2 separate regions of the Strix aluco genome follow, and region 1 is linked to region 2. A link is a contact called in public Hi-C data. All regions are on one chromosome and are shown on one strand. The core of a region is the stretch at or near the end of the contact, and the rest is flanking DNA. Distances in the headings are between cores, read along the strand shown.

The links. A called contact is a pair of places that touch in the nucleus more often than the background predicts.
Region 1: a contact with region 2 is called in a Hi-C map of heart, with 9 times the contacts expected there. The contact joins the promoter of KRR1 here to the promoter of PHLDA1 in region 2. A contact is called at or near these places in 2 of 2 Hi-C or Micro-C datasets (brain and heart).

What each region holds. Positions count from the first base shown.
Region 1 is chr5:46,240,843-46,246,059 of bStrAlu1.hap1, reverse strand. It overlaps KRR1 (KRR1 small subunit processome component homolog), which reads right to left and starts at 3,958. Exons shown (of 10, transcript XM_074827208.1): 1 at 3,836-3,958; 2 at 3,104-3,279; 3 at 2,467-2,601; 4 at 2,118-2,243; 5 at 1,943-2,026; 6 at 1,243-1,299; 7 at 578-748; 8 at 331-408; 9 at 118-211. The coding sequence starts at 3,920.
Region 2 is chr5:46,097,354-46,102,580 of bStrAlu1.hap1, reverse strand. PHLDA1 (pleckstrin homology like domain family A member 1) reads right to left here and starts at 2,701. Exons shown (of 2, transcript XM_074827207.1): 1 at 2,096-2,701; 2 at 1-1,951. The coding sequence starts at 2,559. The coding sequence ends at 2,101.

The sequences.
Region 1 (5,217 bases), core at 2,709-5,208, 140 kb before region 2:
CTAACCACTAGGAATTTTTTACATGACCTTTCTTATTTCCTCCAGCTGTATCTCTGCAAAATCACTCACCCTAGGAATCAACAGCATGTTTTAGAACAGGAAAAAAAAAATGGTTACCCTTCTTTGTTTTCACAACTGGCTTTTCCTTTGGTGGGATAAAAGCTTTATTTCTTTCTTCTTGTCTTTTCTTGATTGCATCTGCTTGCTTTGCCTAAAGTTACCAATAAAAAGGTCAAGTATCAGTAGAGCAGGGCAAAAGGGACCAAAAAAAAAAGAATTCCAAGTCAGCTGCCAAATGCTTTTTAACTGAGCAGTGGGTTAGAACTTTACCTTTATCTCTTCCACTTGCTTTCGTTTCTTCTGTCTTTCTTTCAAGAAGTATTCACCACTTGCCAATTCTTTATCAATCTGCATGAGACAAGCATCAAGAATCTTTAAGCAATTATGCATTATGAGCCAGATGTATAGTATCAGGAAATTAGAATTTGACAGAAAAGGCCTCATAACCCCTTGTTAGCAAGAACACGATTTCAAGTAGTGGTATATTCCTGCACAACCAAATAAAGTTTCAGCTGACCTGGCTTTCCGGCTGCGGAGGTGGGAACGGTGTGTACTCCTTCTTAGTATTTTTCTTCTTTGGCTCCTTGCGTTTTTTCAAGTTCTTCCGCTTGAACTTAGGCAAAAATCTTTCCCAACTTTGTGACCTTAGTTCAGGATCTTTTGATAATTCCCTTTTGATCATCAAAGTCTTCAGAATGTCACAAAGAAGTTATTAAAAAAAATAGTATTACAGTAGTAGCCAAGAGCTCCAAACTACAAGTTTTACTAAACTTTCTTACAGTGAATATGTTACATCCAAACCTTCCATCTCTCACTTCAGTAACAGTAGAGGGGTTTAATTATGAACAGCAGAACCAAAAAAATACATATGTCTCAAAACAGGGACAGACTGTACTGGAGAAAGTGCCTCAGTTTCAATGAGCAAGCATCAAGCAAACAACTGAAGGGATGAAAGTTTATACACAGTTTTCCTTTGATGTTTTCTCAGATGCTGTTAATGATATTATGGCAACATATCCTGGTAAAACAGAGGTTATCAAAGTCAGGGGTTTTTTAAAGCAGCATACTACAGAAATTCTTAAAAATAGATTACCATATAGAAACATGTAAATTATTAACATACAACTCTGAGCAGAAGTAGTATTTTCTTGTAAATAAAGATGGACAGCAGACCACACTAACCTTAATGTTATATATGGGATGTATATTCTTCATTGTGTCCAGAACAACTTTTCTAACCTGCATTTAATAACAAAGAACAGAAAACTCAGCAAGTATTTCATATTCTTTATGTCTATATATATTAAAATACCAGGTATACTATCTTGTTTCCTCTCCTTGGCCCTGCCCCACAAAGTAGGTAGATTTAAAAAGCTAACGCACATGGTTAACTGGAAGGCACAGCACTTCAGAAGTACCAATAATATTTTTATGTTTCTAATACACTCCAGCATGCCCCACATACATTACTTTCATGTTACCATGGATTTCATGGTGTCATGAGAAACTTGCTTTTGACAAGCATTCTCCTCCTACATAGTTACAAAAAACATACTGGATATTCCTTAATGTCACATACCATTAACTGTGCAGTATTTTCAGTCTTACACCTCATATCCAGAAATACACAAATTCTTGCTGAAAAAACCCCAAAACAGTATTTCACAAATGCTTTTTTACTTCCAAGACCGAAAGATCTGAGTCTAAACAAAATTCAGCAGCTAAGATGCTATGACTATGAACATTCATGTAAATGTAGCTTACTAACACATAGCTGAAAAATCAGTGAAATGCTCCTGAGGCTGCCAGATCTTGCCTCTCGTCTGCCCTCGAGCCAGACACAGAAGTATGCTACACAAACAGCTCATCTGCCTCCCCTTACCTCTTTTAGCCCACTGAAGGGTCCAAGAGCTGAAACAGTGTTGCCTTGCACCATAATATAACAGTTTGTTAACAGTTCCAGAGCCTACACCAAAAAAAGAAATTAAGTGTAAACTGAAGATGTGACACAAATTTGGGTCTAAGAATTGTCTGTTTACTACACCTATTGGAAATACCTTCAGAGTAGATCCTTTTGGTCCAAGAAGTCGTCCTCTTCTTTTTATAAAAGTGTCTCTTTTCCTCACCAGAGAGCCTATTTTAATGATGTCACATGCAACATCATCCTGAAGGATACGAACTGCCTAAAGAGACGAGAAGCAGGCAATATTGTCTGAACGTAAATGTATTATTCAGAAGTCAACAGAATACTTCAGTTTATTCTTCTCATGTCACTTTCAGATATATTTACTTCAAATACATATTTTGTTTTACTTGACTCACTTGAAAATCCCACATTTTGAAAATTCACTATTTTATAAGTATTATGATAGAATTTGATACAAACTTCCAGGATTTAATACAGACCTGTTCAAATGGAACGCTTCTTGCCAGAAGTTTTATTAAATCTCTAGCCCTGATGATTGCATACGGATCAAAAGTCTTCTTCGTGGTAGTGACAGTCATGCTTCCTTCAATTAGATCCAGCGTTGCGTTCACAAACTGCAATATTTGAAAAGAAATAGTGAATCAATCTCTAAGAATCCTGTATCTTTCATCTTTGGCAGTAAGAAGGTAACAAATAGAATGCTACATACTGAATGCAGATCCATTTTCCAAATTTCCTTAAGTGCCTTTCAGATTAAGGAAATTCACACACAGACAGATAAAAAAGACGGAATATATGTGTCACGCAGCCCCAAACACCACCCCCCTCCTCTCCCTGAATTTAGGCGCAACAAAGTTGTCAGTGCCTGGATGACAAGACGCTGCTGCTGAGAGCTTTGCTGACAGCATCTGTAAAGAACTGCAAGTCTGGCTACACAGACTTTCACTTATTTTGATGCCAATAGAAAATGATACTACCAATTCTAAATGCAAGCACAGTAGAAATATATGCAAATACAGTATCAGAAAAGCAACTTGCACTGTTTTTATAAGCTCAAGAAAGACCTGTATCTCCCAAAAGGTAAAACATAGTATCGCAATTGTTAAGTATTTGTACATGTTCACTCAAGGCTTTCTGGACAAGTGGCCAGCACTCTTTCAAGTATGCTTCTCTATACTTCGGGAATAACGTTGCAAAACTGCTTTCTTCCAGCAGCCCTTTGGGATTATCCTCTCTCGTAAAGGCTGGCTCTTTCCATCCATCTGGCACGGTGAGAAGTTCAGATTCATCAACTGTTATAGGTAAAAAAAAAAGTTGTTTTTTCCTCCTTTTTCAATAGTGATTATTACATCTCTTCCCCGTTTAAGTACAAACAAAACAATAACTGAAAGCAGGGACACAAAGTTTTGTTAATACTCTGCTGAATGTTTTGCATTTCTTCTGACTTTAAAGAAATTACTGCTTTAAGTAATTTATTTTAAAAAAGAAAATAATTCCACAACTGAGATATGCGTTGCGGATAGGATATTACACAAGAGCAAGACACAGGCTGAGGCAGCGACCAGAGAACCGTGAGGACGGTCCCACCACAAGGCACCGCGCCCCTCGCACCCAACCGCCGCCTCTATCCTCCCCAGCGCCGCCAGCCGGGAAGCAGCCCGCCTGCCCCACGCTGCCTCTCCGCCTACACGAACCCGCGGCCAAGCTCCTTAGTCCCGGGCTGTTTTCGGAAACCGGAGGGACTGCCGGGACGGGGCAGCAGACCGCGGCCAGGGGGAGACCCTCAGCCCGAGGGCTTCCCCGGCGAGCCGGCTATCAGCCCTGCACGGACCCTCACCCTGCTCCCACCTGTCGCCGCTTTCTTTTTGCTTTTGTTTTTTTGCTTTTCATTTTGCCTTGGCCCAGCCTCGGCCGCCTGGGGAGGATCCGCCATGTCCGCCCGCGCGCCACCCCTCACCCGGCGGCGGAAGCGCCGCGCGCCGGATGGGGAGGGGATGGGAGCCGCGGTGCACGCCGGGAGCCGCAGTGCACGCCGGGAGCCGCAGTCTCGGGGCTCGGCGGGGCTGAGGGGAGCGGGTGGTGGCGGTGTGAGGCGGCGCTGGGCGGACGGGTTGAGCGGTGGCTGCTCGGGTCTTGAGAGTGGCTTTACTGCTTGTGCTCACAACAATACGCCTTCTCCTACTGGGTTGTCCATCCCCGGGAGTTAAAAAGGGAAAATAAAGCCGGTGGGAAGAGGCAGGGGTGCCTGCTCTGCCTGACAGCGAGCGGCAGCGCCGGCCTCTGCTGCGTGGGTGGCGGTCGGTGGCCCTCGGGCGGCGGGGACTGCGGGCTACCTGACAGTCCTCGCTGCTTGCCAACAGAGGAAGTTCCCCCAGCTCTCCATCAGGGTTACTGTATATCAAGGTGTGTTTGCACCTGGGCGACAGTGGCTCTGGTGTAACACAGCACGGTCTGTCTCCAGCCGACAGGGACTGGTTGGGTGCTCACGCTGCTGGAGACCTTGCTCACTTCCCCTGGGTGGCTCCACAGCCCTTCTTGGACTCTGTGCCATTGCAACCACGGGCTCAAATTTAATGCCGCAGTTGAGGTGAGAGGCATATACCAAGTGTCTTCTTTCTTTCATCCTCTTGCACGTGAAACATCTTTTCCAGCCACGTTCTTCAGCTTTGAATTTTCTATTGCTGCTATGCAATGTAAAGGAAAAAAGAACCAGCATCATCAAAATGTACAGTGAAGTAGATTGGTAAATACTTGAAGTGCTTCAGTGCTTATAACTAAAGAGAATGTGTTCCTGATGAGACCTAATTATTCAGCTGAATAACCCAGTCTAAGGTTCTCTGGGGGATGCTCTGCATCCTCCTTCCTCCTCCTTTCTGTACCTGTAACTGAGCATTTTCTTCACTAAAAAAACCAAGAATGTGCCTACTTCACTCTCTTCTATGGGCACCATGAAAAGCCAATGGAGTGAAAAACTGGAAGAGACCTTTAAGAGCTAGAACACCTGCACTTCTGAGGCAGGACGGTGTTGTCCTTGGCTGCTGTTCATCAGACCTGTTCATAAAAGCCTGCACTCTACGGTGTTTAATTACCATCATGATGAGAAAGATATTCCTATCATCTGATCTACACATAAATAAAATATTAATTCAAAAATCAGTTTTGACCCACCCAAACTATTCTTTGAATCTGACTGCTGTCTTTCCTAGCCTGCTCCATCTCCCAGCCCTGCG
Region 2 (5,227 bases), core at 1,452-3,951:
AGTCTCAAAGTAATAACTTTGTTAGGACAGCTGGAATCTACCACCTCAGGCTCGTTATGCAACCCTGTCAGAGGCCAGGATCGGAAAGAAGCACTCAGGAATAACCATGGAGAACTGCTGAGGTCCAAGCTTTAACTCTGCACCATGGCATGTTTTGCACATCCAGGTATGTGACCCCGACACCCGGGGGCAAGGAACAAAAGAGGAAGGCTAAAAGAGACCCTGACTTATTCCTTACAGGGCTGAGCTTAAGCTTATGGCGCAGAGCAAGGGACCATCGTGTGCAGCAGCCAATTCTGACATCTTCTTGTGCATGTCACTTCAGTCTTTTGCTTTAAACGCTTAACAGAAACAGCTTGAACCAAGAATGTGGAGCTTTTACAGTCAAGCTACACCTCAGTTACACAAACTGGAAAGTCCTGGATGTGTGGCTTTAAAAGATTTTGTTTATGTTCACGTTACTTGTAAAGGGGTCAAAAGCCGTTTTCCTCACCACACTAGTTAAAATAGCTAGCCCTGGGGCTGCAACTTTCTATCTTGAACCAGAGATAACGGGCCACACTGCTTTGTCTCGGTTACAACCTCCCTACTTAATTTAAACCAGAGAACTAGGGCTGTAGCAGCACACAACGTGAAACTGCCCATCGCCTGAAGGGCCCTGTCCTAGAAAGCACACCGGCCCGCACGCGCCTGGCTCCTTCCTCTGCACCGGGGTGCACCGCTCCGACCCGCTCTCGCCAGCATCAACAGCCAAATTCCCACTGACTTTTAAGAGGCAGAGGAAGACACACCAGCTGTGCAATTAGCCCTTTGTTTTCCAACTTCATGGCTTCATCAACGTTTTTAGAGACGAGATCGCACGCCCCTCTCAACATCTGACAGTGCTAAACACCAAAATTAATCTAGTTTATCTCAGCTAGAGAGCAACTTTCAGCTTATGAAAACTGTGACCAAAGTAATCCATTTGCACACTAAGACATACATAAAATGGGTTTTAAACTAGGGGCTACTTTAATGCAAGACATTTAAAAACTGCCATGAAAATTCAACACAGGCTGAGAGCCCAGACCGCTTACAGACCAACCGTGCAGAGGGAGCCCTGAACTCGGACACGAAGAGATGCTTCTCGGCTCCCGCCCTCCAGCCCAGGAGCAAGCACATCAAACCAGTAACTGGAATCCAACTGCGATTCCTGAATCACAAAAGAAGTTGGTCGGGTTCCCCTCCACTCATACATTGAACAGATGGGTTTTAATCTCAGAATGACAATCAACGTTACTTTTTTGAATAACTGAGTGTGAATAAATTTGATCATCTTCCACCACGCATAATGTTTTAAAAGAAAATCATTTAAAACCCAGACTGTAATGGTTATGCTCATCAGAGAGAACAGTTTTCAGATGCAGTATGGGCTTCAGCCAAATTCCAAACCATACATCACATTTTCCATGTTAGCGTAATACAGGGTATTTCAGGTAAACATGAAAAACTCTTTTGTCAAATTGCACACAGCCGAACTACCCAGAACTTTTTAGTTCCTTTAGGGAGATAATGTACATACAGTTTTTTCCTTTGCTTTTTGGATACGGCCTACATTCAGAAATGTCTTGCAAAAAGCCTTTAAAAAAAAACAAAACCAAAACAAAAACCAAACAACCCTAATAAATAAAATAAAATACATTAAAATAAAGTTACAGTACATCATGTCTCCTAGAAGTCCCATCACACCGAAGGATCCTTTCCAAGGTTCATAAATAATATATCTGAAATGCTTCTCGGCACCGAGGGCGGCAAAGCGGCGGCAGCAGCAGCTAGCTGGGGTTCAGGTGGTCGAGCCGCTTCTCTCCAGGCTGCCTGCATCTCCGGCGCTTGCCCAGTTTTTGACCAACCGAAGTCTGTCCGCGACGAACGCGCTCAGTCCCGCTTCCCCGAAGCGCTCCGGTAACTTCACCTGCAGCAAGACGGGACAGAGCGCGGCCGGTGAGGGCAGCGGCGGGGCCGGCAGCAGGGTCCAAGCCCGGGGCACCCGCGGGGCCGGGAGCGGGTGCGGGCCCGGAGGGCCGAGGCGGGTCCCGGGGCGGGCGGGGGTCCCTACCTGCGCTAGGCGGAGTTGGAGGCGGTGCGGAGGCGCGGGCCGTGGGGCTGCGCCAGGTGCTGCTGCTTCTGGCGGGTGGAGCGGACGGCCAGGATGGCCTGGCGGTTCTTGTACTGCACCATCTGCAGCGTGATCGCCGCGTTCCAGCCCTGCTCCTGCGCGCACCGAAAGTCGATCTCCTTCCCCTCGGCCATCACCACCGTGAAGTACACGTACTTGCCCTTCCGCTCCACGCAGTCCACTGTCTTCATGTTGGAGAAGTGAAGCTCCTTGATCTTGGCCGCCGGCTCGGCCGGCAGCGGCGGCGGCTGCTGCGGCGGCGGCGGCGGCGGCTGCTTGGGGGGGGCGAGGAGCAGCCCCTCCTCGGTGAGGATGCAGCGCTTCTTCTTCCAGAGCTGCAGGAGCCCGTCGCTCCTCTTCTCCAGCACGCCCTCCTTCACCGCCTTGCAGCCGCTCTCCAGCATCCTCCCGGCATGGGCCGGCGGGGCCGGGAGCCGCGGCCCGCGGGGGCTGGGGTCGGGGGGCAGCCGGCACCACCCGAGGACTCGCCGCCCCGCGCCGGCTCCGAGGCGGAGGGCGGGGAGCGCCCCGGCCCGCGGGGAGCGGAGCGGCTGCCGCCCGTGCCGCGGCGTGGCGGGCTGCGGCGGGCGCGCTGCCGGTGCCGGCGGCTGTGGCGGCGGCTTCGCCCTCCCCTCCGCTTTTGAAGGCGCCTTCCCCCGCCGGCCCAGAGTGACACCCCGCGGAGCGGGCGGCTCCTCCCGCCGGCAGCGGGGAAGCCCGACGGCGCGGCCGCGGAGCGGCGCGGAGGGGAGCGGGGAGGCGGCGCGGCCGCCCCTCCTCCCGAGGAGGGCGAGGACAGACCGCGGAGCGGCGCGGGAAGGGCTTCCCCGCTGTGTGTGCTAGCAATGGTTAATGGAACAATTGAAACGCGCCCTCGCCTTCACGGGGGTAGCGCAGCCGCCTGTGTTTGGGGCAGATTTCCTCAGCCTTCCCCCCTGGGCAACAGCAAAGGCCCCCCGCTTCAGTATGTTTCTGATTCAGGTCCAATAAAACCGGTGCCAATTTTCAGCAACACCCTGGTATTTAAACGATCATCGCTCCATTAAACAAAGGAGAGAGCCTGACACGCGCAACCTCGTGTAACAGCTTTATCCCCACCCTTCCGCACTGCTCCCGACTGTGCGGGGTAGAAACAGCTTCTACTGCATACATAAAATACATCTTTACTCTCTGCAGCAGTTTGAGTAATGTCTAAAAAAAAAAAAAAAAGCAAGTACCCATATCACTTCCCAAAGGAAACACTAGAACCTCAGTACCTGGAAATTTTAAAAGTAGACTAGGAAAAACAACCACAACACTGAACTGGCAGAGCGCTAGGGCCATTTTTCTTGTTAAGCAAATGTGTGGCAACAAAGCAGATTATTTGTTTGGATTCTCCCCCTGAAGTTAGCTTTTGAATTCATTTATTTGAGTAGATAAGTGATCTAAGGCTAATATTAAACTCTTCATTTTTAAGTCTTTTGATGTATTAGATGTAAATCAAAAGCCCACAGAACTGAATTTGGCTGACAAGGCCGATGTAAACTGAAGGCTGGAAGTTTCATATTATGTTTTAGAGCACTGTTTTTTTAAACATGCATTTAACATAGCCATAAAAAAAAGCCCTCCTCGCAGTAATTTTGGCAGCTAGGAAGCAGGTCATGCTGTAGCATAGGTCAGTGGGAGCACATTCAGTATTAATGATAGTTTTAATGGAGTTTATCTCTGATAACATTTTAAAAAGATTTCCTCTTAGAATCTTTTCCTCTTGAAGGTCAAAGTTAATTTTGATAAACTGTTGAGAGGTAAACAATTAAGGTAATAACAGCAATTAAAATTATTTGGCTGTTTCATCTTTTCTGAGGTAACTGGAAGACACTCAAATCAGTAACAAAGGCAACTTGCTAGCCACAAACTGAACAGAAAAAAGATTAATATCTTAAACATTCATTTATCTAAAAATAGTCCCTTCTCCTCAGAGCCTAATATATATGCTGTAAGATACAGTTCATTCTCACAACTATCTTATGCCTATTTGAACAGAGGCACAGACTAATTTTCAAAAGATCTGAACACTACCTGCAGTTCATTGCCATTTGAACCCAAATTCCCCAGCACAAATATCTGCATCTTCAGCTGCTGATGCACATACAGGGAGCCTCAGACATGGCTTCAGTGAGGTAAGAGAATCTTCTGCCTTCTCACTTGATGTGTTCTGTGTCTTTTTCACTCCTGATCAAGTGCATTACATGAGCAGACTTAACTTTGAAACTGTCAAACTAAACCATAAACTGGTTAAACTTTATTCATCTATACCAAACAACTTAATTAAAATACTGAGTTTATGTAAGGCATAGGACATTGAACGAAACCTACAGATGACTAATTTCTAATAATTCTCCTGTTCAATTTTGGTTGCTGCTTCACTGCTGTAAGTAAATAGGCATTTGCTTCCAAGTTAATGCACTAATCAGTAGTGTGGAAGCCAGCCTTAGACTGCGGAGTCCTACATGTTATTCTGTAACAAGCATTCATGAACTCCCCCCCACACACACACCCCCCCAAACACTGCACTGTAACATTTAAGGACATTAACAGATAATCTACATCTGTACATTTTAATGTGAGCTTTTTTGTTTTCAGTGCTAATAGTAGTTTGTAATTAATCAAAGGAAAGAAGTGAGACTAGCATGGAAGGCCAAAGATCGCAATCAAATACACAGGAGAAAGGGAATAAATTCATTCTACTTTGGCTTTCTACTAGCATAAAGTTCTCCGAAGTGTTGAATATCAGATTTTTAATGCAGCTCTAAACACTGATGGACATACTCTGCTAATGTATAGACTCACAACAACTGTTTATTCCTGGTGAAATTCACCTAAGCATGTGATCAGAAGTAAACATGCAAAACATCCATTTGAACTTGTACTCTGTAAGCCAGCAAATATTAACAGCCATTTAAAATACACTACATTTACCAAAACCACCAGATCAGTCAAAAGCTAGAAGACTAGGGTAAGATGAAATACCAACAGTTTCATGGTAAAAGAACAAGATAACCCAATTTAGTTCTGCAGAATTTGCCAGTAAAG